Regions from separate parts of the Mus musculus genome. Here regions 1, 2, 3, 4 and 5 are each linked to region 6. A link is a contact called in public HiCAR-type and promoter capture Hi-C data. All regions are on one chromosome and are shown on one strand. Each heading gives the region's core, a stretch centred on a gene start, on an enhancer-like site or on the middle of the called end of the contact. The rest is flanking DNA. Distances are from core to core; before and after follow the strand shown.

Region 1 (4,229 bases), core at 1,655-4,154, 1.5 Mb after region 6:
AATGTGATGAATATACTAAATATACCCAACAGAACCATTCAGATGAGTGAATTTAGGATCGCAAGCTTATATTTTAGTAGTGTAAATAAACGCTTCTTGCCTCTCTCGAGTATACGATGTTTCATGTTTGGGTGATACAGATATAAATGCCTTTCCTATAGTTTCCCAGTGCTTCTCTTGAAGGAAATACTATAAGCTCTAAACGTGCAGGATGAGAATCAATATTCTTATTTTACAGGCACTGCAGTTTAAGAAAACGGTTTCCCACTAGATGGCGCTGGTGCGCAAGTTGTCTTACTCGTGATCTTTGCACTTCCTCACGTCAATAAAATGATGACATTGTTTTCACCTGACTGGTCTTCCTTCTAAGACAAGGAAAAGTGGAACCTTAGTGCAAGTTACTCCCTGTACTTTCTAAGCTGAAGGTAAACAGAACATTCCTTCCACAGAGTGTGATGCCAGGAAAAAACGATTGTAACCCCTGTGTCAAAATCATTGTAACATCTGTAATTCCTGACGCTTAGAGACTACTAGTTAGACAATACAGAAGTTGGCTTTGGGCACTATAGTCAAAGGAAATTGGAAAACTAATGTCTCCTGTGTCCTTGTACACATGCATTTCATAGCCCTAAACTATGAGCTCTATATAATCATTAACTACATGAGGCTAAACTGTTAACTTCATGATAGAGGAAAGAGTGGCCATTTGTTTGATACTTTATCTCTTGTGTGGAACACAGTATTCAACACATAATTAAAAGTCAAAATATTTAGTTTCCAAGTGTGGTGGTATACATCTGGAATCCCAGCATTTGGGAAGCCAAGACAAAGAAGATTTAGTTAAAAGCCCACCTGTGCTGGGTAGTGAGACCCTGTGTTGCTGAGTGCTGGAGAGATGGCTCAGTGGTTAAGAGCACTGATTGCTCTTCCAGAGGACCCAGGTTCAACTCCCAGTACACACGTGGCAGCTCACAACCATCTGTAACTTCAGTTCCTGGGAATCCAATGCCTTCCTCTGACCTGCACGGATACTGCAGACACATGGGACACAGATGGTACATTTAGGCAAAACACTCATATCTATAAAATAGAGTTAAATAAAAATCTTTGGAAAAAAAATAAGGTCAATTGAATGAATGGATGACTTCACTAATTATGCCTGACACCTGCTCTATTTAGTATGTAACATTATTTCTACTCCGCAGTAGAGAATCTCACAAGAGTCAGTGATGGTTCTTTCTCCAGCCCTGAGTCTCTAGCTCCTGGCATGCATGACTGATGCACAATAAACATGGATGTGTTTGACTTCATAGATGGCCCGATCTTAGCAGCCTCGGTATGGGCATTTTAGGAGGTGCGTCCCTAGCCCAGCTCTGCGATTCCTGTGCTACTAAAGGCTAACCCAGTCCTTTGTCCTAAATGCCTGTTCACCTCATCACCAAGGTTCACTAATATGCCGTGGAAGCCAGTGGGCATTTCGCACTTTGCTTGGGCCCTCTAATTTCTCGTAGTTCTCAGATGTGCATCCATCACTCTCCCTGCTCGTGCATCTTGGATGGGCTGCGGTAGCTGCGTAGATCACACACACAGCTGCCTCTGGGCCTGGTTCTGTTACCTGTGCATCTTAACTTTGAGCCTCAGATTTCCTCATCTCTAAAAATAGGGATAAGGATTCCATGGTTGTAAAAGGCTCCTTTCAGCCATCAGACTCTATGGTTTTAACTCTTAGTATTCTATTGCTGCGAAGAGACACCATGACCACGGTAACTCTTATAAAGGAAAGCATTTCACTGGGGCTGGCTTACACTTTCAGAGGTTGAGTCCACCGTCATCATGGCGGGAAGGATAGCAGCAGGCAGAGATAATAGTGCTGGAGAAGCCGCTGGAAGTTCTACCTCCAGGTCCAAAGACAAGAGGGAAAGAAGGCACTGCTACTGAAACTCCCAAAGCTCAACCTCACACTTCCTACAAGGCCACACCCACTCTAACTAGGCCACACCCATCCTAACAAGGCCACGCCAAAACGGTGATGAAGACTGTGTTTTCACCAAAATTTCAGACAAACTCCCCCCAGGTCTTCTGCTTGACTAGATCCAACTTCCAGCTTTCTGTTCTAGGGGAATCTAATTGGAGGACAAATCCTGATAAGTCAGTTTCGCCATAATTCTTATCCTTGATGTCTGACTGCTGTTAATGTCTTTTTTTTTTTTTTTTTTTTTTTTTTTGGTTTTTCGAAACAGGGGTTCTCTGTATAGCCCTGGCTGTCCTGGAACTCACTTTGTAGACCAGGCTGGCCTCAAACTCAGAAATCCACCTGCTGCTGCATCCCAAGTGCTGGGATTAAAGGCGTGCGCCACCACTGCCCGGCTGTTAATGTTTTATTACTTATCAACTTATCACTTATCTACAGCCTAAGTTCTGGGAAGCAGATCTACTGAGAGTCTCTCTTACCCCGCGATCTTCAGTAATTGTCCTTATACTAACTCATATTGTACTGTCCTCCATTTATCTTACTGGAACCAAGTCCAGTCTCTCCCCCTTACTGCAAGACCCCAACGCAATGGTCCTTTGTACCTGTCTCTATGGACCATTTTGAGTGAAGCCTGCCTGCTTTTTGTATATTTTTGGTGTGGTGCTTTTGCTGACCTCAAATTTACTATGTAGCCCAGGAGGCCTCAAATGTAGCAATCTGATTACAGGCTTAGTAGAAGCCAGCTTTGGGAAGGCTTAAGAATCAGGCAGGTGGATCTTTTTAGCCACAGGGCAAAGTGGTTTGCATAAACCCATTCTTGGTTTTCCCTGGGACTGAAGATTTGAGATTGCTGAGTCCACCGTGGCACCAGGGGGCGCTGCAGAATGTTCCCGGAAGCCCGCAGACCTCACTGCGGGACGCACCTGCTTTCCGGCTCTCGGCTCTTCCGGAAGCGGAGCTGCTTACCGGCGTGGGGCGAGACGGGGAGCTGCCGGGAAGCGGCCGGGAAGCGGCCGAGAACCTGCCGGGTGAACAGGGCCTGCAGGGGGGCTGCGCCTGGGTCCCGCGTGGGGCGCCATGGACGACGCCGGCGGCTTGGGAGGCAGCGGAGGATTCCGCCCGGGCGTAGACAGCCTGGATGAGCCGCCCAACAGCCGCATTTTTCTAGTGATCAGCAAGCACACATCCGAATTGGTGCTGAGGGAGCGCTTCTCGCCCTTCGGAGACATCCAGGACATCTGGGTGGTGCGCGACAAGCACACTAAGGAGTCCAAGGGCGTGGCCTTCGTCAAGTTCGCGCGCAGCTCACAGGCCTGCCGGGCAATGGAGGAGATGCACGGACAGTGCCTGGGTCCCAGCGACACCAAGCCCATCAAGGTGCGGGGCTGAGGTGCCTGGTTTAGGGTGTGTGAGGTAGAGATGCCCAGGTTGGGGTGTTTGGGATATGGGTGCCCGGGGTTGAGGGTGCTCGCGAGGGTGACGGCGGTATGGGTTGGGGTCTCTCCCGCCCCTTTGCTGCGCCGGGGATGCTGTGCATCTGGTAGGAGAGGGGTTGGATTCTGCACGCACCGTGAGTGTGCCGAGGATGGCTTGGAGGAGCGGATCCCCGGCCTCTGGCCAAAGGAGCCTCTTACCCTGGGAACAGATTGGGTAGCCACATCCAAGGATAGCACAACTGTGGCTGACCTCGTAAGTCAGTCAACCTCCTGTCCCCGTCTTCCTGTCTATTGTGAAAACTTTTCTGAGCTTCCTCTCTCGAACACTGTAATTACCTTCGCGACTAGAAAATTTAGTTTTAGGGTTTTTTTTCCTCGTGTATTTTACTTTTACAAAGCTTGAAGGATCTCTTAAGTAAAAAAAAAATTACAGCACCATGCCTATAAACAGAAAATTATCAAAGTAAAAGTATTTTGTGACAAGCTATGCTATACTGGAAAGGGGCAAACCTAGAAAACGGTGCAAGGTGTGGGGGAATTCTGGTTTGGGTTTTGTAAGAATACCATTTACGAGTGTTCATGGACTGTGGGCTAGAGTGTCTCCAGCCCCTCTTCTATGCTGCACCTGGGCATGGGGAGGGGAGTTAGAGGGTAGTAGGGGCAGAGAAAGGCAGAGGGAGAGGAGGAGGGGGAGGGAAAGAAGAAGGAGCAGGAGGAAGAAGAAGAAGAGAGAAAGAAAAGGAAGAAGAAAGAAGAGGCCAGCCATGAGCACGTAGAGAAGGGGAAATAAATGGGGGCGGGGGGAGAGCAAGGGAGGAACG
Region 2 (4,625 bases), core at 896-3,395, 1.0 Mb after region 6:
GTGGTCTCCACTGACCACCGCAGGACTATTGGAGGAGGCAACCAAACATGAGTTACTAACTACACCACTTTCATCTGTGGCTCTAGTCTTTTCCCTAGATTAAAAAATTCGAGCTCCTTATAAACTGAGTGTAAGTCTCAGTTACAACATGACTTTTGCCTTCACAAAGTCTTTGGCCCTTTTGGAGGAAGAGAAATGTGTACATAAAAATTAAATAAAGACATGCATCATAAATGAAGACCAGACATGCTTAGGAAGAAAATGCACACAGAGAAAAGTGAAGGTGAAGAACCAGCTGTACAGAGGCAAAACAGCAGTAAAAGAAACTGGGGTTGGTGGAACAAAATGGCGGCGAGGCCACTGGAACAAGGAAGCACAGAAGGAGGCAGGAGAGGACAGAGTTTCTGAGTCATTTAAGGAAGCACAGGCGGATGAATACGCTCTTGCAAGGTCAAAGGATAATCTGCACTAGAGGCGATAGAACATCAAGACTCAATAACTGATAAGTCTATTTTTCTCTGCAGCAACGTCACTGGTGATATCTGAATTTGCCGGATGAAGATAATGGAAGTAAAATATGAGGAAGTGGGAGAAATGTCTGGATGAATGGAGGGGACAGCGGTTAGGAAAAACCCTTAGCTCATTAATTCTTGGACCGAGTCACCTCCAACTTCTCTGGCGACTTTTACCAAGCCAATAGATATGAATGCATCGTTTTCTTCAGCTTGTGCAAGGCAGGATGGTCATTATGAACATGTGCACAGCACTGGAAGGCAAACTGAAGTTTACTTATTGATTTATTTTAAGTAAGACGCTACTTCTCTAGCAGAGAATGATGTCAAAGGATCTCTTTCTTCTGTTATGAAATGTTCAGGAATGCATATCTGTTCTCTTAGTCATGCATCCAGCCCCAGTCACACCCTGCAGGAGCAGGTTTGCCCTGGTGAGAGGATGGTCACCTAAACAGAGCTCTCATGGACTTAAAAGTCAGAAGAGCAAAGAGAATTCAACAGAGACCTTAGGTAGATGCACAAAATAGATGTTACTAGGCCTTTATAGCTTTTATATTATCTGGAAAAAAAATCAAGTATAAAAAGATGCTAAGCCACCCAACACCTTCCCTTCAAGGCTCAGGGATCGACACAGAAGAGGAGGAAAGATTCTAAGAGTCAGAGCTGATGGATGACTCCAAAGAAAGTGTCTTTTGTATACAACAGAACTAATTCACATACGAACTCACAGAAACTGTGACAGCACACAAAGGATGTACAGGGGATCAAGCCAGATGGAATCCTAGAGCTGAGAGGTTGAAGTGGACACAGCGTCCCACCATGAACCAAAAAGCTATCTGAAATTGGTACCCATCCGCACAAGAAAAGTACTTTTTGCCAGTGGAGTCTCACTAGGTATATTAACCACACTTCAGAGTGGGCCCCATGCCTAGGAGTTGTTGGCTAACACAAAACGAACTCAATGGTATTTTTGCAGATAACACTTTTTCACGTAAACAAACAAACCAAAAAACCAAAAAACCAAAAAAAAAAAAAAAAAAAAAAAACAACCATTAGATTGAAGGCTGTGGTTTTTATACAGCCTGTGGGCAAGACGGCTCAGTAGGTAAAGGTACTTGCCACGAAGTTTGATGACCCGAGTTTGATGCCCTGGATACACATGGTGGAAAGAGACAACTGGAAGTTGTCCTCTCACTTCCACATGAGTGCTGAACACAGTGCTAGACACCTAGAGACTGATGGGGCACTGGCTCTATCGCTTAAAGGATTGGTTTTGACCTAGGGGAAGTTCACCAGGTTTGGCTCCATTGCCAGATCAGCAGCACCACCGGCCCACTCACTATTCAGGCTCCTAGGCATCTGTTCCAGAAAATAGCCTCCGGGCGCTCGGGCCACATCCAAGATGCCACACCCATAGGTTTGGCAACTGCGGGTGTGCTGTGTAGTTTGGCTCTCCTCCTGCCCCTTTGGGCCAATCCGGGCTCCGCTGGAACTCACCTGCTCTGCAGGTACGCCAGGACGAGGCGTGGCGAGGCGCGGCGGCGGGCGTGGCCGAGGCGGGGAGGGGCGGGGCGAAGCTGCTGTGGGCGGGGACAGAGCCCGTTGAAGCTCCAGGCGCAAGGCCCCTGCCGCCAGTCGCCGCGGTGACTGCCGGGATGCGCCGCAGCGAATGGTCGCGCGGGGCGCCGCTCTGAGTGACCTTTCACCCGAGCCCAGCGGCCTCGGGCGGCGGCACAAGGCGGAAGCCATGGCGGAGGCGGCGGCGGGCGAGGCGGGCGCGAGCGAGCGGGACCCAGACGCGGGCCGCGCGCGCCGGCGGCTGCGGGTTCTGTCGGGCCATCTGCTGGGCCGGCCCCAGGAGGCTCCGAGTACCAATGAGTGCAAAGCGCGGAGAGCCGCGTCGGCGGCCGGGGCGTCGCCCGCCGCTACTCCTGCCGCACCAGAGTCGGGCACCATCCCCAAGAAGCGGTGAGTAGCGGCCCGGGATGGAGCTGGCGGCGGGAGGCCGTGAGCGGCCTGGGCTGTGGGAGAGGAGAGCACGGGAGTGGGCAGGGAGTTGGCAGGGTGGGCGGAAGGCATTCCGATCCCTGAGAGTACATCAGCTTGCGGGCTGGGAGTGGACCAGACACACCGGACTCTGTCGGGAAGGGGCGGCATGGCTTGGCCGGATTTTGGTGTCTCTTTTTGAAGGAAACACATTTCATGACCTAGTGGGAAAAGGGTTTAAGCGGATCCCCTCTTTTGGGTTTTGGAGGCTGGAAATTCATTCTCTATCTTGGAACGGGTAGCAGGAGGATTGTCTTAATCTACGACGAGGAGTTTTAAAATTGCACTAGATAATCAGATTTCTACGAATTCTCAAAAGCCTGGATGCTAGCAAGCTGGAGTGGGATGGTGGTACTCTGGGGAGAGGTGTGAGTGGTTTCTGTAGGGTAGGTTACCACTTCCTTGTGGTCATGGATTCTAACTTTAAGGGAGGAAACCAGTGAGTGAGTGAGTGAGATACAGTAGACTGCAAGCGTTAGTGACTTAAGACTTTGGTATTCCAGCTACTGATCCTTTAAGAAGCTAAAAGACAAGAGTCTGAATGAGGAATGTTTGTAAAACCTTAAGACCATTGGAGGAGAATCTCTGTCTCTGATGAAAGCTGTCGAGAGATGGTGTTTTCTGAGATGATCAGTTTGGAAAAACTTGGAGAATGAAAAAAAAAAAAGATTTTGCTAACTCGAATGTGTACTTTCAAAGTGCTGGAGATGGTGCTATTTCCATTACTTCTACGTTCCTAAGGTATTAGGTAGGTGCAGTAGTCTTCCATTTTACAGATGAAGAAATTAGAAGAAAAGGTTAAGAAGTGTGCTGCAGGTAGCAGGTACCTGTGTTACAGTTTACACATCAAAAGCAAATCAAATGGACTGCCTCATGAATTCAACCCATGTAATTAAGTTCTCACTGCATACACACTGTGCCAGAAATGCAGGGATTCTGAAATGTGCTCTTCCCTGTAGGGCACCAAAGTAATAATACAGTTTAAGAAATTTAGCTGATAATTGAAACTCATGGTCATTTAACCCTAGTTTTGAGTATATGTATTTGTTAGGATAAAGGCTTTTCTGAGCCAGGGGTTTCTGTGTAAATCTTGAAGTTTGTAATGAAAACAGCCCTGGAGGGGGAGAAAGCTCGTGGTAGACAAACAGAATGGTCACAGGTAAAGAGTGTGGGGGACTAGAGAACTACCGGACTCAGGTGTGGCAGAAGCTGTGAGAATGACAGGGATGCGGACGGAAAGAACATCTGAGTTACTTTTTAGAAAGGACACTGGAATGGAGATGAAGATTCGATTGGCAACTGTAATGGCTGGAAACAAACCTAGGTTTGAATTCCATTAGGCTGTTTTACCGTATAAACTTTCTGTCTCTCTCAGAGCTGTGTCCCCTCCCTCATTTTAAGAAAGATGTAGAACCAGATGTGGTGGTGGTGGGTAAGCCTTTAATCCAAGCACTTGGGAGTGGAGGTTGGAGACCTGTTTTAGGAAACGGAAACAAAACCAAACAAAACCAAAAAACCAAAGAACTAATCCCTGCTTTGCATTTTTGCTTTGGCAACAGAAAACTGCAGCTGAAAGATGTTCAGTGTACTGTGTTACACAAGCTCTCAACAAATAGCTGTAGTTGCTTGTGTCTGAAGACAGACAGTGGCTGTGAATCGCCTAACTTTAATGCATAATGCTGGGACTCGGAATTAAGGCATCCGATACCATTTTAAGACTACGAGGAGGTTCCCAGAGTTTGGTTACTTGGTGGTAGGAGAGGGTAAAGCCGAGAGTCACTTAGCCTCTGGTGTCACTGATGTTATAGTATCTGATTTCTCATTTTTCCTAGTGGCTTCATACACATGACTGTTTTCTCATTTGCAGGTATCTGTGTGACTAAACATTTATATGTGCACCTACATTATTAAATTAAGTAGGCAGGGCAGGTTTCCTTAAGATGGGTTTAGTGGCCTTTGCCTTCAGCATTTAGGGAAGAAATAGCAATGCTCTGATGTAATAGGTAAGACTACTTTTTTTTTTTTTTTTTTTTTTTTTTTTTTTTTAAGACAGGTTTTCTCTCTGTG
Region 3 (4,139 bases), core at 1,434-3,933, 1.8 Mb after region 6:
AAGTAGCTACAAAATGGAGTATGTAATTTCGTAAGTTATTAAGTAGTAACAAAATAATTCTAGGGCTGGGGTCACCACAACATGAGGAACTGAATTAAAGGGTTATATCATTAGGAAGGTTGAGAACCACTACTGTTCTAGAGCACAGGTAGCAAGAGAAAGAGAGATGCTGACTCAACAGTTGTCCAGAAGACAGGGATTTATGGCAACATAGACACAAAGACAGGGGGAAAAGGGGACAGGACAGAGTCAGCAAGACAACCTCAAAATTCTATTGACCAACTGACTCTGGTGCCTCCCAGCGGGGGGAAAAGGAATGTAAGAAAGAAAAATGAGTTTAAATGAAAAGATGGTTGAGTTCAGGACAAGAGTCTGAGATGTCTTTCCCTAATATGCCCAAGCAAAGATGCCCAGAAAGCACACAGGCAGATATGTCTGTTCCTGGCTGAAGACAAAGATTTCAGAGTTACAGTCTTTTTGTTTGTTTGTTTTTTGTTTTGTTTTGTTTTTCAAGACAGGGTTTCTCTGTATAGCCCTGGCTGTCCTGGAACTCACTCTGTAGACCAGAACTGCCTTGAACTCAGAAATTCACCTGCCTCCAGAATTATAGTCTTTAGATAGTAGTTGAAGCGGGGAAGGCTGAGAAGTTACGACAGGAAGACAGGGCTGTATGAGAGGGATCTAAGGTAGAGCAGTTGAAATAGGTTGCTCATCTCTAACCCAAATGCACTAAAATGGAAAATGGCTTTTCTTCTTGAACATTTCTCCCAAATATTTGAAAAATGACCAGCTAAAGTAGCAACGCAACTCTAACCGTGTGTATTTCCATAAGGAAACTTCCAGTGCATACTTACAACCAATCTACCCCACACACAAACATTTAAAAAGCTTCAGGTTTTTTTTGAAGTTGCTCCAATAAATATAGGCAACCTCAGGTCCCCATATTTGAATATATGATATGCTCAGACTAGCAGACAGTGGAACTTTAGCTTTTTCTAATTTTTCTTTGTATATTTACAAATTAAACTATTTAACAATTTTTATGCTTTCAGCTAAATAGGTATGTAGGAAAATAATGTCCACGTTTACAAATGGCAACTCTGGTAACCATTTTCTCAGGCTTAGACTAAAAGAAGGCATTAATCTGAACTTTAAAACTTCATTGGTGTGTGACCTTGGGCATGTAGCTTATGAAAAGGTTTTTAAAGTTGCCACTTCATGAATAAAAAGAGGAAACAATTTTATACAAAATACTTATATAGTATTTAGAACTAGAAGCTACTGTGCGCTGCAGCTTGAAGGAATACAGTATGGGAGTCTTCTATGTTTCCCTGATTTTTCATGGACACACACTCAAGCGTGGTAGGTACCAAGAATCCGAAGTTCCAGATGTGTCCATAAAAAGGGAAACTCGGAAAATTCTGACGGCGTGGCTACTAGCCTCTGCGCTGGTAACTTTGTAACTTTGAAAGGCGATAGCACCCACGGACTTGGCTATCGGAGCTCCAAGAATATTTCCAGTTTTTAATTCTTAAGAGGAACTTTAGCCGGCTCCCCAGGTACTGGAAAGTGTGCAGGATGCTGGGAGTGTCTGAGCTTCCTTACATCTTAGCGAGACAGAACTAGGGAGCGAAACAAATGAAGTTGATCCTGGAGTCTCTTGTCTTCAGAGTACACTCCCACAGCCATCTTAATTAAAAGGGCGCTTTTCCTTACTGAAAAGCAACATAGAATCAGGGCCTCCAATCCACATGGTCATGGGGAATTAACTGCATACAGACCTGTGCAAGTTATGTCACCAACGGTTACTCTGAAGGTGAAAGTGGGCACGTGTACTTGCACATCGGATCTTTCACATTCATAAACTGGAATGTTCTTGGTCTTCATGCCGTACTCGTGCAATACCTGAATCGGTGTTTTCCCAGGCTTAGCTGTTATCATCTTGCCCAAACTGCAAAAACCAGAAAAAAACGTAGGCATTGCACGTCAAAGCTGAAAGGGAAGCAAAAGCATCCACTTCTCAGTTTTGACAGTCACAAATGGTGACAAAAAGGTTCTGCAGCTCCCCAGCGGCCAGGATCAGTGGCAAGGCCTGGGCGAGCACCTGTCCCCGGGTGCTGCAGCCCATGGAGGAGAGTGGAGAGGTCTGTACAGAGAACTTGAGAGCGGTGGGAGGGATGCTGAAAGAAATCGGGTGGGCTTGGACTAGGCAGCTAGACACCCGGGTCTGCGCCTCAACACTGATCAAGTCCTCCCGATCGGCTAGCTGCCTAGGGTCACTAGAGGGGCGGGGCGCGCAGCAGACCCCCAGGGCCCGGAGGGCGGGCCCAGCGCCACGCCGGGAGAGGGGGGAGCTTTACCCAGAATGCTGCCCGACAGCCGGCTCCCTGCCCCTGCCCCGCTGCCCACCCGTCTTGGGCCTTGAGGCCTCGACGGCCCGGCGCTGACCTGAAGGTCCCGCTGTCCTCGCGCTGCAGCGGCGGGGCCTCGGCACGATGCCTGCTATGGGACATGGCGAGAAGGGACGGCTGGCCACAGCAATCAAGAGAAGTGTGGATCTGGGTCCTCCCTCTCCACGTCGGCCAGTTCCCGAGAGGAGCGTGCCCGCGCTGCCGCTTGGACGCCCCTCGAATCGCTGCCTGCCTCCCTCCAGCTAAGGGACAGGAGGAGAAGGAAGGAGAGGCGGGGCCTCGGCGCGGAAGAGCCGGCCACACCCCCTCTCTGCCCAGCCTCTCTGCCCCGCCCCTCTCTGCCATGCTCAGCCCCTCGATGTTCTTGCTCCACTTTGCCACAGTGCTCAGCCCTTTCCCGTTCCTCGGGCTCCGCCCTCTCTGCCAAGTTTCTGTCCTTCCCAGCTACCGCCCGCTCTCTAGTTGGGTTCCCAGAGCTTCTCAGAGCCCGGCCCCGCCCCTCCTGCGACCTGGCTCCGCCCTCTCTGCCAGTCCGGGCTCTTCCCAGCCTCTGCAGGCGCCTCCCCCCACCCCCCGTTCCGCTTCCAAAGCTTCTGAGCGCCCGGCCCCGCCCCTCACCCTTCTAGGCCCCGCCTCCATTGCATGTCCCGGCTCTTCCCGGCTCCTGCCTGCACCCCGCTTCGGTTCCCCGAGTTTCCCCTCCCGCCTTTAGTGGTGCAGAGAGCCTCAGTCCTTTGTCCTTAAAGGGAGGTGGCTTCCTTCTCAGCGAGAAAGCTAGTAGTAGGCTACGAGCCTAGCATGTTTGAGGAGCAAGGAAAAAAGATTAAGGGTTGGACTACTTTAAGAAAGATTTAAAAATTCGAATGGTAAATTACTAAGAAAATTGTGGATCTTGGCCCCGAAACTTGAGACCCGAGAGCGTCAGCTAAGGGGCAGCCAGTGGCTTTAAGAGCCCTGGATCCCTGGGCCCGCTGCTGTCTGGCGGGCCCGCTGCTGTCTGGCGGACTCTTGTGACCTGCTTAGGATAGTGGTTTTCATTCTTCCTAATGCTGTGACCCTTTAATTCAGTTCCTCATGTCGTGGTGACAACCCCTTCTCCCCCTCGCCAACTATAATATTATTTCTTGCTACTTCATATCTGTAGTTTTGCTACTATAATGCAACCCCAGGGGACTTGCAACCCACAGGTTTAGAACCTCTGCTTTGGGAACATGTGGGATCCCCAAAGAGATGCTGGAGGTGGAGTGCATAGCAAGGATATTTAGACCAGTTTCCAGGATTGCTCTTCCGGTTGACCTGTGCAATGGAGAGTGATGACGTTAACCTGGAACGCTCCACCTACAGAGTATGTTGTGGGTGTGTTAGCGCTTCAGAGCGTCTTAGAATTTGTGAACTATTTGCACAATGGCTCCTGTGTTTACTTAATGCTCTAGAATTGAATTCTAGAAATATTCTTACTGAGAGACTCCTAAAAGGTTTTTTTGTTTGCTTGTTTGTTTGTTTGTTTGTTTGTTTTTTAATGGAAGTTTTAGGTTGATGTACAAAAGTATTTGGTTCTGTGATGGAAATTTGTTTTGGTTGTATGAGAGCCCAAACACTTGGAAGCAAGGAAAAAATATCCGGAATTGAACCAAATTGAATTCTACTGGGGCTTAGGTTAAGCCTATTCTCGCTTTTATTTCTGTATAATATACACGGGTTACAATCCAATAATGCTATTACACTTAT
Region 4 (4,472 bases), core at 590-3,089, 1.3 Mb before region 6:
ATGAACATTCATGAAACCTGGCTCATGGCGGCCAAAGCACCTTGGCACGGTCAATTTAAAAGACACAGGCATTCTGCTCTTTGCTACCTACCAACTCTCTGGCAGTTCCTTTTTGCTCTTGTGTCTTGTTGTTACACGGTGCCTGGTGACTGGTTACTTTGTATCAAATTGCTTCTTGCTGTCTCATAACCTGTTATCCTGTTCTAGCCTCACACCCAGCGGTGGAAAGACTGTCAACCGAGTCACACAGTAGGTTTAAGGGCATCCGGCAGTAGCTAAACACACAGAAGAAAATGTGTGAAATGGACAACGGAAGTAAGATGCGAATCCCTCCATCTGCAAATAAGTTCATTCTCCCTTTCTATCCCAGAGTTTGATCATTCCCTGCTTTCAGATCTCTTTGCTTTCCATCACGTAATCTAAAAGCGCTCATGTGATTCCCAAAGAGAAAAGCTACTCAGGGAAGACGGTGATGTCGCTGAGCGGATCCAGAACACTTGGAAAACCCAGTCTGCAGCTTCTCTTCAGCCGGCAACCGGCACTCACAGATATGTGTACGATCTGTACACATATGTGTACACCACCCCATGCCTCTGAGAGGATCAGCCTGGTGAACCGCAACTGGCAGGTAATCAGGGTAGAAGGCAGTGCCCTGAGCACTGTAAGAAGCAGAGAGCCCATAGTTTATGAAAGACTTTCTCTCTTTAAGAAGTCAAAAACATGATCTACAAACTTTTAAGTTATTTATCAATTATTGAAATAAGCATTTTTTGAGGAGGCAAAAAAAAATCTATCAAATGAAAATACAGTATTCAAATTATATGGAAGCTGTTAAAAGAAAACCTACCCAGGCTGCACACGTGTCCGCTGTCCCTGTGGGTCTACCTGCAGGCCCGCTCAGGAACCAGAGAGATGAAGGGCAAGGAAGATCCAAGACAGACTAGCGATTTTCAGAGAAAGAGACCAAATCTGCTCACTGTAGAAACCCTGAGGGGTTAGGAGCCTATAGCCCGGGGATATTCCTTGGAGATTAAGCAAGACCCAGTCAAACCAGGTTCCACACAGACACACCTTTTGTTAATCTGAGTTCAAAGTCTAGCCACAAACCGAGGATCTGGGTCATCCCTATTGGATTTCTCTTGCACTAGTTAAGTTTCACTGTTCTTTCTTTGAAAAGAAAAGCATGCTAAAGTAGCGGGAGATGAAGGCTGAAGGGAAGCGGTCCACGATTTAGGGAGAGGCCCCGGGCGCAAAGCCCTGACCCGAGCTGGCCGCCCTTTCAGGAGCAGACATAGGCACCTAGAGCGCGCCCATACCCGGGATCAGGCTGCCCGGGAGCACTGGAGCCAAGTTCTGGGAGCCCTAAACTCCAAAGTCACCCGCCCTCGGTGGAGATGGAGTTGCAGATGCGGTTCCCGGGCATCCCAGGGAGACCGCGGTTAGATCCATCGGGTCCACGGGCGGTCCTGGGTCGGTGCAGCCCCGCAGCGCTCAGCGGGGATCGCGGCATCTCGAGCCCCGGCAGCCGCCGCCCCTTCCTCCCGCGCGGGCTGGACCGCGGGCCTGAGCGGGGATCGCTCCCCTGGGCGCCGAGGACGCGGCCCCGACAACCCGCCCGTCTGCACCCCAACTCCGTGCACCCCGGACGCGCCCTGCATGGTGGGGCGCGGCTCCCTTACCGTGCAGCGGCTCCGGGCGGCTCCTCGGCCCCGCGGCGCGCGGGGCATTTTTTTCTGGGAAACTTCTCTCTGGGTCCGCAGGGCTGAGCCGGGGCGGGCAGGAAAAGCGCTCCGCGCCGGGAGGCTGCGACCATCCGGGAACTTCGCCGAGATGTGCGCCCTCCCCCTCGGCCCGCGTCCTCCCCCTACGGCCCCCGCCACACGCGGACGCCGAGGCAGCCGCTGGCCCTTCGCCCTTCGCCCTCGCCGCGCCCTGACTTCCGAGGCCGGCGGGACCGGAGCCTGGGCTGGGCTCTCCCCGGGGCGGAGGCCGAGGGGTCCGGACCTGCGTGCGCCCAGGAGCCGGACCTGGAAGGGATACCCAACCCAAGACGCTGTCCCTAGAAACTACCCGGGCCTCCGAGTGGGGTGCTCTCCCCCCAACACAGGGAAAGCCTTTTCCGGTCATCTCCACTCCGCTCCCGAATCAGAGGGCGCCCCCCGCTTTGAGAAACTTAAAAGTTTCCATTCACTGTAAAAACTGGCTTCTAAGATGGAGTGGCCCCACTGAAGCCCAAGGGCCACGCGCGTCCCCAATCCCCGCCCACTGGGAGCGCACAGCTCTTCCCAGGGTAAGGTGCCTATCGGTTGGGATTCTTGGAATCTTTTTTTTTTTTTTTTCCACCGACTTCTGCAAACATAGAAAGATCAAGAGCCGAGCGAGTATAAGGAGAAACCCGAGGCCCTTTCACATGGCTCTTGCCAGTTCTCAAAAACACCACTATCAGGCCTTAAAGGCAAGTTAACACTGGGATGACACATTAGAACATATACATTTGAAAGACAAAGACAGTTATGGTCAGTATAACTACTGGACCGGATAGTAAAGCTACCGAGACGACGTAGCTCTCTGGGTAAAGGCAGGGAAGCTTTGAAAGATGCACCTCAGAATGTGGCATCTAGAATGCCTCGGCTTCAGGCTTTCTGTGCTGAGTTGTCCCTATGTGTGCAGTCTCTGTGACATGCTTCTGGCGGATACGATAATCCTGGAAAGACAGCGACAGGGCCACCTCTCCTAAACTCTTATTAGCGTTTTTTTTTGTTTTTTTTTTTGTTTGTTTGTTTGTTTTTTTTTTTTTTTTGGTAGGAGTCTCTAAATGCACTCTTTCCTTTTTGTTTTGTTTTTGTTATTTTTAGGTCTCACCATGAATTCCAGGATGGTTACAAACTCCCACTGTTAACTGTATTCGTCTAAGGTCTATGCTATATTTGCCTTTTATGTATGTATTTATTTAATGTGTACAAGTGGTTTGCCTGCAAATATATCTATCTGTATCATGTGCTTGCCTGGTGCCACAGAGGCCATAAGAAGGTGTGGGATGCCCTGATAATGGAATTACAGACGGTTGGGAGCTACCACGTAGATGCTGGGAATCTAAGTGTCCTCTGTTAAGAGCAGCAAGTGCTCTTAACCGCTGAACCATTTTCTCCAGTTCTGGCGCATTGAGTTTGGATCTTTTCCTGGGTTAGCAGTGTGTGGTAAATATTCCTTCTTGTTGCTTGACAACACAGGGAATCCATGAGGAGGGTAAACAATCCATACTATGCTGCATTGTGCCGCCGGGTTGCTAAGCAGTGGGAGCAGCCAGGGACATTAAGTACACGTTCAGCTCGAGATGGTTTCTGCTGACATTTGGTCTTTCTATTGTAGACAGAGGCGCTCTGAACCTATTCTGCTTCTTGTTTCATGACTCCCATCTTGGGAGCCACTCTAACTCCTAATCCAGTGCCTTTGGACCTCCCACCCCCTTATAACCAGGACTTTATTTTGGTTACCTTCTCCTGAATAGATGGCAGTCTCAAACACCAGATAAGGGAGCTTACCTGCCTCATTGAGTTCTCACAGGAACCTCTGTGAAATAGGCATCTGTCTCTATTGTACACACTGAACAGTGCCCTCCAAAGCCTGGCTGACCTGCTCAAGATCTCTTAGCATATGAATTTCTAAATTCAGATCATTATGGTGTTAATACCTCGATCCAACCACCAAGCCATAAGTCTCTCAACTTGATTTCCTGTTTGTTCCACCTCTGAGCTGCTACTTTCAGGAGTGACCTGAATTAAGATCCCCGAATGCTAAGCCAGGAAAGAAAGACAGTGTTACAAGCTTTAGTAAAGAAGTGTTGGTGTCCAAGCAGATCTGGTTAAAGGCTCTGTGCTAGGTTAGGTTCTGTCTTCTGGGTTCATGCAGGAAGGATGTGGAGTGCCAGATGAATGGAGCTCTAAACTTGGCCAAGGGAAGCAGCAGAGGACCAGGATGTGCTGGGGAGGGCGGTGTCTGAGCCGCACGAGTGCTTAGCATATTTAATAGACATATCCAAAACGGAAAGGACAGTACTCCTGAGAGGTGATTATTTTACTTACTGACATTGCACTTTATTCCAAAAAGAATTTTTAAAAAGCCTTGAGGCAGAACTGAACATGGTAATATTTAGACCTCTGGGATAACATATTCACCAAATATTTTTGCTCCATTTTTTTTCTTTCCCAAAAATATGTACTTATTCTAAACAATTCACCTAGTTGATAGGCATAAAAACAGAAAGTGAAAGCCACCTACAATCCCATCTAGAAGCAGCCACTTGTGATTTTCCATGCTTTTTCTGTGATATTTTGTTACACAACAAATAGGAATGATGGGGTAAGTCAGTGGTAGAGTGTTTGGCTAAGATGCACAAGGTCCTGGGCTTGATTCCCCACCTACACACACACACACACACACACACGCACAAGCACATGCACACACTCACTCAC
Region 5 (4,350 bases), core at 1,827-4,326, 1.2 Mb after region 6:
AAGAGGGAAACCCCAACCAAGTGCTGTAGCAAGGCTTAAGAAGAGGCATCATAGGCTAGCTCAGTAGTTAGAGCACTGACTGCTCTTCCAGAGATCCTAAGTTCAAATCCCAGCAACCACATGGTGGCTCACAAGCATCTGTAATGGGGTATGGTGCCCTCTTCTGGCACGAAGGTACACGTGCAAATTGAGCACATAAACATAAATAAATATATAATCTTTTAAAAATGTTAAAAAAGAATTCAGATTTTAAAAATGAATAATGCATCAATTAAAAGGGACGTCAACCTGGAAGAATGCTCAAGGAAACTGAGGGTTGGATGCACAAAATACAGACCCGTGTCTCTTTCACATCTACTGCGTGCATTTTGCAAAGAACCAAAAGATGATCACTGGATTCCCAAAGCCTTAGCTTTTAGCATTAAGAACGTGTGTCTTTGGGGTTTTTTTTTTTTTTGGTGGGGTATGTTTAGAAATACAGTTTATATTTTATTTACGATAAATTACGAGTGAGCACACTATAATATCACAGGTGTCTGAGCACACAGAGAGATCACTTGATGCATATTAATTGTGCAGAAAGCCAGATCTCTTGAAGCATCCCAAAAGACCCAGTTGATGGATTTCAAGAATACAGGGACTCTTCAAAGCTTACCCCACACTTTATTTGCCACCAGTGAACCAGGATTAAATATGAGACCTGTGAAAATTTAAAACTTTTTAAAGCCCCTCACTTAACACCCTTAGGTGCCAGGTTTCAGTCCCAAGAAAGTGGCACTAGCAAGCTAAACAGTGCAGAAAATGGAAGCCGTGATGGATGGCTGCTGGGTCTCTCTGACCTGAAGGATTGGGCTGGCATCATAAAACACAAAGCGACAGATTAAGCAGTTTACCAACACCATAAAAACCTCAAGAATAAACTCACTCTGAAAACCAAAACCAAAACCTTAAGAATCCCAATTTGTAACTAGACAACCCCAGACCCCAAACTGCATGCATTTCCTTATAAGCCTGTGCCCAGGAGCAGGGCTTACAGTTTCTTGGTAATGTCAGACACGATTATGTCCGTACACTTTTACAATTTACATGTCCTAAGAAAAATACCCAGTGCAGGCTCATGGTGCGGGAGAATTTATTTTCGCTAGGAGAGGAATGACCCATAACTCACGAACGGTGATGCTTAAAGTGAGTTATGGAGGTTACTCTCCTGTGAGAGGAAATGGATTGGACGATCCTTCTGCCCCGTTGTATGTTTGGTTATTAGCGCACCAGGTTCTTAATTATGTGTGGCCTTGCCTTTTTTTCTTTTGTAAAATAGATGTGAATAAAGAGAAAGCCAGTTAGAAGCACGGAGTGCCTGATGGAGGCTCTGCGATGCAGGTGGAAAGAGTAAAAATAAAAGCCATTTCACACAACTGAAGGGCAGGAACCTTAAACTTGCCTGAACCACTGTCTCCAACTGGTCCATTCCACTGATAATTTATGAGGTCCACAGCTGATGTTCTGCAGAAACATTAAACACCACTCCTTCCCTAAATACAAAATTTGCCACATGTTTCTGTTACATCTACGTGAAGATTTAAATGTTTTTTTTCCAACGTGCAAATTTGATTTTACTACTATAGCAAAGCTACAGAACACAGCAGTTTTGTTAAGGGAAGTGTGATTACGTACACTGGCGAGGTGGTGCGAGGGAGGATGCTTTTTGGAGACCTCAGACATGATTACCATTTACTTCAGTGCAGCCAGTCACAGAACTTATTGTAACCTGCCAATGACACAAGGAATTTGATTCTGTCTCCTGATGCGGGTTCTGGCTACTGAAATGTTTTATTTAACAACTGGCTGCCTCTGTCCTTCCCAAGGGGGCAAACAAAGAGCTCTAATTGTATTCCAGAGAGATTCCTTTTGGGGGAAATTTTTTGACCTCAAGGATCAGGACTTATCTGAGAACGTCAGTCACTAGACCGCGTGAGATGCTCCAGCTTGAGGCTGGGACAGATTTCCCCCCTAAGTGTCCCTTCTGTTCTCCAGCTTGAATTATTGATAAAATGGCGTGGCTATCTCCCCAAATAACCTTGTTGACAACACAAAGGTGGACTGAAGAACACTACCTCCACACTGAAGATTTAGGATCCCCAGTAAATGTCAGGAGGTGTCAATGTGTGTGCCGTGACACTTGGTTATTATTAGTGTTTAACTGCCGGTCCCCACCAGCGCCATGCCGCCAGCACCACCATAAATTTTAATGTGATCACGTGCTCTTCCCTTTTCACAGCCAGCGAATTCTGCAAGATCATAATATCCTATATGAACCCTAGCTGAACCTTAGCGTGATGCGATAAGAGCGAGATTTTGAGCAATGAAAGTTGTTCGTCATTATAGTGCTTAAAAAAAAAAAAACCAAAAACCAAAATCCCGGACGCTGAGCAACATAGTTCTTCAAATAATATTTCCCTAAGATAAATTCACTCATTCAATTAATCTTTATTGAGCCCTACGGGAAGCAGGGCAATGCCCTAGGTGATAAAGAGTCTATTTATAAGACACTAAAGAATCCTGACTCTTAAGGACCCTTTCTGTTCCCCTTGGAAAATCTGTCAGAGTACACACCATTTATAATGCAAACAAAAAGTATGTCTGTAACTTAGACATCAAGGCACGCCTTTTAGTCTACAGAATACAAGCAAAAAAAAAAAAAATCCATTCCTATATCTGGTTTACCCTGTCAGTACAGGAGCCCTGGTCATAATCTTTCATTACACATGTGCACAACGGGCTAGCATTCCTTTCTCCTTACATAAACAATGAGAATTTGTATAGATACCATTGGTATATAGGTTTTTAGTCTCTGTCTAGCCATGGTTGATGAAAGCATTATCTAGTATATTTATTAGAGGAAGGCAAAGCTCAGGAAAAAAAATTAACTATATAGGTATTTCCTTCAAATAAAAGGTAACCTTGAAGCTTTGATTCCGCAATTTTAAAAAAATTTCCAGCGAGGTGCATGGAACAAATCAATAATCGATCAATGGGTTTCTGGGTGAATGAAATATCCACCCACGTCTGAATAAAACTGCTCGTGCTATAAACTTCCCCTTTGTTTCCTTTGATTTCTAAGGAGCTAAAGTTATTTGGTTTCCTAAACATGAGGCTGGATGCTGTTGCAAACCATTTTGAGTGAATAATCTTATTTTCTCTGTGTGAAATAATTTTAGAGATAAAAGCTAGGAAGTTGGTGCAAATATGCATGTGAGTGTCCAGAAGTTTGTGGTTCCAAACCCGTTCAGCAGTGCCCAGCTGCGCAACTTCCCCCTTCTCCTAGACAATGGGGTTAGGAAAATGCGCGATCAAATTTCAAGTCACGTGGAGGAGGCAGGATTCTTCTTGCTAACGCACAGTCATAAAACAGGCCCATCTTCATAGAAGGGGCTCTGTTCCGACAGACCGGCTTTGTTGGTGAATATTTTAAAGAAAACATTTATTTTTGCACTGGCCTGAATCTGTCGCGCCAGAAGAAAAGAAGCACTTTCAAGGAAGGTTGGTCAAGGTTTGACCGCTCACTGCTTCCTCCCCCCCCCCCCCCAACACCCCGCCTCCGGATTGGTTGGGAAACTTTGCCTTGGAGCGCCATCTAGAGGAAATTCCAGCACACATCGGGCGTCCTTTCAGTCAAAAATTTCCTTCCTTCTTTCCTTCCTTCCTTCCCTCCCTCCTTTCTTCCTTCTCTTTTTCTGTCCCTCCCTCCCTTCCTCTCTCCTTCCCTCCCTCCTTTGCTCCCTCCCTCCCTGCCTTTCTTCCTGTTGGCTGGTGGTAACTTGAGAAGCAGAGGCAAGATGATCAAAAGTTCAACCTAATGTGACCACAGAATTGAGGAAGGGAAACTGGGGTTGTGGGGAGGGGTGGAGGTCTGGAGAGCGGATGCTGTGGAACACAGATGCTGTGTACATAGAAACGAGGAGATGGGGGGTTTAACTGGGAAGAGGGGAGGGAGAGACGCACAGAGGGAGAGGGAGGGAGGAGGGATACATAGCATTAAGGGTGTTTGAAAAAAATTGTAGGGAAACATTTTTATGTTTCTTAAAACACACAAATATGCAACATGTGTGTGTGTGTGTATATGTATCTATACAGTTTAAATGAAGTGACACTTGGGAGTGATACTATTCTCTCAGGAGCTTTAGACTATCTAACAAAACACCCAATGCTAGACAGGCAGGGAAAACTTTCTCTAGATTTGTTGGTCAAGAGAGTTGGAAGAAACTTCCAAAATAACACAGCTTATTGCTGTAGCTAGTGGTTGCCTCTCAGAACTTGCAGGCAAGGCCTGTTCCTAGAGATGCTACATAC
Region 6 (4,116 bases), core at 212-2,711:
CTTCTATATACTAGCCTCTGGTATTTATGGATGTGACCATATTTGCAAATTGGCTCTGCAGATAAAACCAAGAAGAGGTCATAAAAAAAATGAGTAGGCCTTAATCCATTGGCTGGTGCCTTCAGTGGAAGACAGAAGTTTGGACAAACAGATGCAAGGGAGAATGTTGCCTAATGGTGGGAGCAAAGGTGGAAATGACTTGTCTAAAGCCATGGAATGCCCAGGAACCCTGGAAATCCTAGAAGCTGGGCAGATGGAGGAAGGACATTTATTTCTATGTCCTTGAGAGCAAGCATCGTCTTGCCAACACTTTAACCTCAGACTTCTAGCTTCCAGAACCAGAGAGTAAATGCATCCGTTGTTTTAAACACCCAGTGTGTGATAATCTGTCCCGCACCTCTAAGAAAGCAATATACTACTTAAGTATATGAACAGAAATTTAGACAATAAACTGTAATGGAGGGTCAGAGATCTGTGGACAAGAAACAAAATCGCCAGGCGTGGTGGTGCACACCTTTAATCCCAGCACTCGGGAGGCAGAGGCAGGCCAGGTACAGTAGTTTACTCTAGGGTTGGGTGGGAGGTGGGCAGGGACAGACCAAGTTCCGAGTGTTGTTGGCCAGCCTAATCCTTGTGCTCCAGATTCTCAGTGAGAGACCCTATCTCAAAATAGAGGATGGAGAGCAACTGAAGAGGTACTGAGACACTGACCACTGTACAAGCTGATGCATGTGTGTGTATGGGCTATGCTACCGAGCCTGAAGACTTGAGTTGGATCCCTGGAACCCACATGGTTGGAGAGAACTAAGTACCAAAAGTTGTCTTGGGTCTATACACTGACACACACACACAACAACATCGTCTCACCTCTCCGAGCCATGTTCTCATCAGCGAAAGGGGGCTTTGGCTCACCAAATGATTTCTGAAATCAAGTGTAACTTTATGCTTCTAATTTTCTAATTCTGTAATATTTATGATTTTTGGTCAATTGTAACCTATAGTTAAAAAAAAAAAAGATTAGACTAAGAGGAAAGATTCAAGGGATCTAGCGCCCTTCCTTTTACTCTTGTTCCTTCTACACTCAGAAACAAGTAATTGAAGTGCTTTATTCTCCAAGCTTCATTTTGGGTGCTTGGAGTTGAAAGATTAAATTATGTCTCAGCTCACAAGCTGTGTAAGCCTCCTTCTGGCTAGCGCATTTGAACAAATAACCAACACTAATATCAGTCTATGGACCCCGAATCCTACAGTTAGTGGAATTGAGAGAATTCCTGAGTTTCTGGGCTCCAGTAGAACCAGACCAGGCACTTGAACCTCTTGAAGCTGTTTCTGTCTTGTTGAACTGCTGAAAGGTTGCAATCAAATCCAAAAGACTCTAGCCAGAGAGCCTGCTCTCTTAGGGCTCTCGCAGGTCCGGAGCGCGCGGGGCGGAGCAGCCGGAAGTGCCGGCGCGCGTTGTCAGCGACGCCGGAAGTGCTTGGTCGGCCTGGCGGTAACCTTGCGGGCCGAGCCACCGCTGCCGAGGTGAGCTCTGCTCGTCTTAGCGTTGGCCCAGCGAAGCTCGTCAGCTGCCGGGGGAAGGCCGCCGAGGTCGCGCGGGAGGGCGCCGAGCGCCGCGGAGCTCAGGCGCGCGCGCAGGACCTCGCAGCCGACATGTCTCTGGTGGCGGAAGCGTTCGTCTCCCAGATCGCAGGTAGCCCGTGTGGGCGCCGACGGGGCGGCGTGGGTGGCGGCGGGGATCCGCGTGGGGAGGCGGAGGGCTGGAGTTTCCCTGTAGCCGTGGGTCGAGGGTGCTGAGTCTACAGCCCGGGTGGAGGCGGCAGCGGCCATGGAGGCTTGGCCTCACTTTCTGGATGAGGAAACTGAGGACACATGGCCAAGGTCACCCTGCAGGGACAGAGTCCTGACCTCACTCCCTCCGCGGCGCTTTGTTCCCCGACTCCGCGGTTTAGGTGGCGGAGGCCCGGGGCTGGGGATCGAGGTGGGGGCGTGGCCACGGGTTGGGTCCTCGCCTCCCCCAAGGTTTCCGTGGGAATAGGGCAGCCTCTCTGCTCTTGGGTTCTCAAGTTTAAGGTGACTGTCACTCTTGAGCTGCCCTTCTTTACCTGTTGTTGATGGGTCACCCGAGTTGTTCTCCAAGCCATTTGCAAAGTCTGTGGGATTCTTTGAATTATTCTTAATGGGCATGAAGTTTAAAGAAAGTAAACATCTTTTGACACACACACACACACACACACACACACATTCGTATTGAAGTTTTTATTTTGGCGAAAGTGGCTATGATAGAAAAAAAGAGTCAAGTTAATGGGATGAATGTTAATTCCAGCAGTGTTTTCAACGTTCGAATGAGGAGATAGTCACTAAGATAAACAGTCGTATTTGGGGTAAAGTAGTACATTGGAAATGAAAGTATAATGTGTTATCAACTTTTCGAAACGCTTTCCATTGTATTGAATTTGTGTGAACTTAGATTTCCTTTAAAATAGCATTTTATAGGAGAGAGGATAGAAGAGAGATTGTAAGCTTCATGAAAGCAGGGAATTTTGTTTCCCATTGTATCCTAGGACCTGTCTGTCAGTTCTCTTTAAATACCCATGACTTGAGTAAATAACACAGATTTCAAGTAATGTTTCTCTCTGACTTTATCAGTGAGGTTGAAAAAGTCAGGCCTCTGACTTGAGGTCAGTGGTTTATTTTAGACTGATACTATGTCATAAATCATTTCACAGTATATGTTTGTATTCTGAATGTATATATCCAATGTGTGATTTCTTTTCAACAAGAAAACAAGAAATGGTATTTGATAAACTTTTGATAAGTTCAGAATTCTACCTCAGTTAGTGAAGTTTACAAATCCCCAGGAAGTTTGTATTTGTCTTAAGGTGCTTGTAGTGGTCTGTTATGGTAGTAGGACATATTTAAAGCTAGATAGTTCAGTAAATAGAAAGTAGTATAGGAACAGCTCCTAAGTCAAAATATAGCATGAATTAATTCTCGATGTATTAAAGATTTAAATGTAGCACAAACGAACTTACAATAAAATAATAGGGAAAAAAACAAGGGCAAATACAGGGTATTATTTTTGTAAGATTGGATAGCAGGAGTTTCTAAGCAAAACATGGAGTATACATTCCATAATCGAAATGGTTGTATAAGAATATAGAAAGTTTTTGATGTTAAAAGACACCATGGGACCTGGAGGGCATCATCCTGAGTGAGGTAACACAATCACAAAAGAACTCAAATGATATGTACTCACTGATAAGTGGATATTAGCCCAGAAACTTAGTATACCGGAGATATAAGATACAATTTGCAAAACACATGAAACTGAAGAAGAACAAAGACCAAAGTGTGGATACTTTGCCCCTTCTCAGAATTGGAAACAATCACCCATGGAAGGAGTTACAGAGACAAAATTTGGAGCTGAGACAAAAGGATGGACCAGCTAGAGACTGCCATATCCAGGGATCCATCCCATAATTAGCCTCCAAACGATGACACCATTGCATACACTAGCAAGCGTTTGCTAAAAGGACCCTGATATAGCTGTCTCTTGTGAGACTAGGCCGGGGCCTAGCAAACACATAAGTGGATGCTCACAGTCAGCTATTGGATGGATCACAGGGCCCCCAATGGAGGAGCTAGAGAAAGTATCCAAGGAGCTAAAGAGATCTGCAACCCTGTAGGTGCAACAACATTATGAACTAACCAGTACCCCGGAGCTCTTGACTCTAGCTGCATATGTATCAAAAGATGGCCTAGTCGGCCATCACTGGAAAGAGAGGCCCATTGGACTTGCAAACTTTATATGCCCCAGTACAGGGGAACGCCAGGGCCAAAAAGTGGGAATGGGTGGGTAGGGGAGTTGGGGGTGGGGAGGGTATGGGGGACTTTTGGGATAGCATTGGAAATGTAATTGAGGAAAATATGTAATAAAAAAATATTAAAAAAAAAGACACCATGAAGAGCTGGGTGTGGGGCTCTTGCTTGTAGTCACAAGCACTTGGGAGGCTGAGACAAGAGACTATTACAGGCTTGAGGGTAGCCAGCCTGGCTGGGCTTTATAGGGAGAACATGTTTGAAGCAAAACAAACAACAACAATAAAATCTCCA

Evidence for each region. Promoter capture Hi-C pulls out the DNA fragments that hold promoters and counts their contacts. HiCAR-type assays count read pairs that join an accessible place to other places.
Region 1: a contact with region 6 is called in a promoter capture Hi-C map of liver, with 5 times the contacts expected there. The contact joins the promoter of Rbm45 here to the promoter of Mtx2 in region 6. A contact is called at or near these places in 2 of 39 promoter capture datasets (liver and pre-B cells).
Region 2: a promoter capture Hi-C map of liver shows a contact between it and region 6, with 4 times the contacts expected there. The contact joins the promoter of Agps here to the promoter of Mtx2 in region 6. A contact is called at or near these places in 7 of 39 promoter capture datasets (the 3T3-L1 cell line, the HPC-7 cell line, HPC-7-derived erythroid cells and 4 more), 1 of 115 datasets of contacts at active chromatin or transcription factors (embryonic stem cells) and 1 of 9 other capture datasets (adipose tissue).
Region 3: a HiCAR-type map of astrocytes shows a contact between it and region 6, with 2.5 times the contacts expected there. The contact joins the promoter of Prkra here to the promoter of Mtx2 in region 6. A contact is called at or near these places in 4 of 39 promoter capture datasets (hippocampal neurons, liver and pre-B cells) and 1 of 115 datasets of contacts at active chromatin or transcription factors (astrocytes).
Region 4: a contact with region 6 is called in a promoter capture Hi-C map of hippocampal neurons, with 4 times the contacts expected there. The contact joins the promoter of Wipf1 here to the promoter of Mtx2 in region 6. A contact is called at or near these places in 3 of 39 promoter capture datasets (hippocampal neurons, pre-B cells and stem cell-derived epiblast-like cells) and 1 of 115 datasets of contacts at active chromatin or transcription factors (embryonic stem cells).
Region 5: a contact with region 6 is called in a promoter capture Hi-C map of liver, with 2.7 times the contacts expected there. The contact joins the enhancer-like site here to the promoter of Mtx2 in region 6. A contact is called at or near these places in 4 of 39 promoter capture datasets (embryonic stem cells, hippocampal neurons, liver and 1 more) and 1 of 115 datasets of contacts at active chromatin or transcription factors (embryonic stem cells).

The regions. Positions count from the first base shown.
Region 1 is chr2:76,367,080-76,371,308 of GRCm38.p6, forward strand. It overlaps Rbm45 (RNA binding motif protein 45), which reads left to right and starts at 2,905. Exons shown (of 10, transcript NM_153405.2): 1 at 2,905-3,349. The coding sequence starts at 3,050.
Region 2 is chr2:75,830,032-75,834,656 of GRCm38.p6, forward strand. Agps (alkylglycerone phosphate synthase) reads left to right here and starts at 2,146. Exons shown (of 20, transcript NM_172666.3): 1 at 2,146-2,480. The coding sequence starts at 2,182. Gm34861 (a long non-coding RNA gene) reads right to left here and starts at 2,156. Exons shown (of 3, transcript XR_866490.3): 1 at 2,010-2,156.
Region 3 is chr2:76,645,344-76,649,482 of GRCm38.p6, forward strand. It overlaps Prkra (protein kinase, interferon inducible double stranded RNA dependent activator), which reads right to left and starts at 2,684. Exons shown (of 8, transcript NM_011871.3): 1 at 2,449-2,684; 2 at 1,782-1,951. The coding sequence starts at 2,513.
Region 4 is chr2:73,527,648-73,532,119 of GRCm38.p6, forward strand. Wipf1 (WAS/WASL interacting protein family, member 1) reads right to left here and starts at 1,840. Exons shown (of 8, transcript NM_153138.4): 1 at 1,680-1,840.
Region 5 is chr2:76,067,190-76,071,539 of GRCm38.p6, forward strand. All of the region lies in intron 12 of Pde11a (phosphodiesterase 11A), which reads right to left. Among named protein-coding and RNA genes, the nearest start is that of Gm52518, 33 kb to the left of the region's middle. Within about 2 kb of position 3,077, at least 252 of the 459 cell types and tissues checked have an H3K27ac peak or open chromatin away from gene starts, as enhancers often do. A contact at or near this core is called in embryonic stem cells, hippocampal neurons, liver and 1 more, where this site is marked.
Region 6 is chr2:74,824,351-74,828,466 of GRCm38.p6, forward strand. Mtx2 (metaxin 2) reads left to right here and starts at 1,462. Exons shown (of 10, transcript NM_016804.4): 1 at 1,462-1,693. The coding sequence starts at 1,654.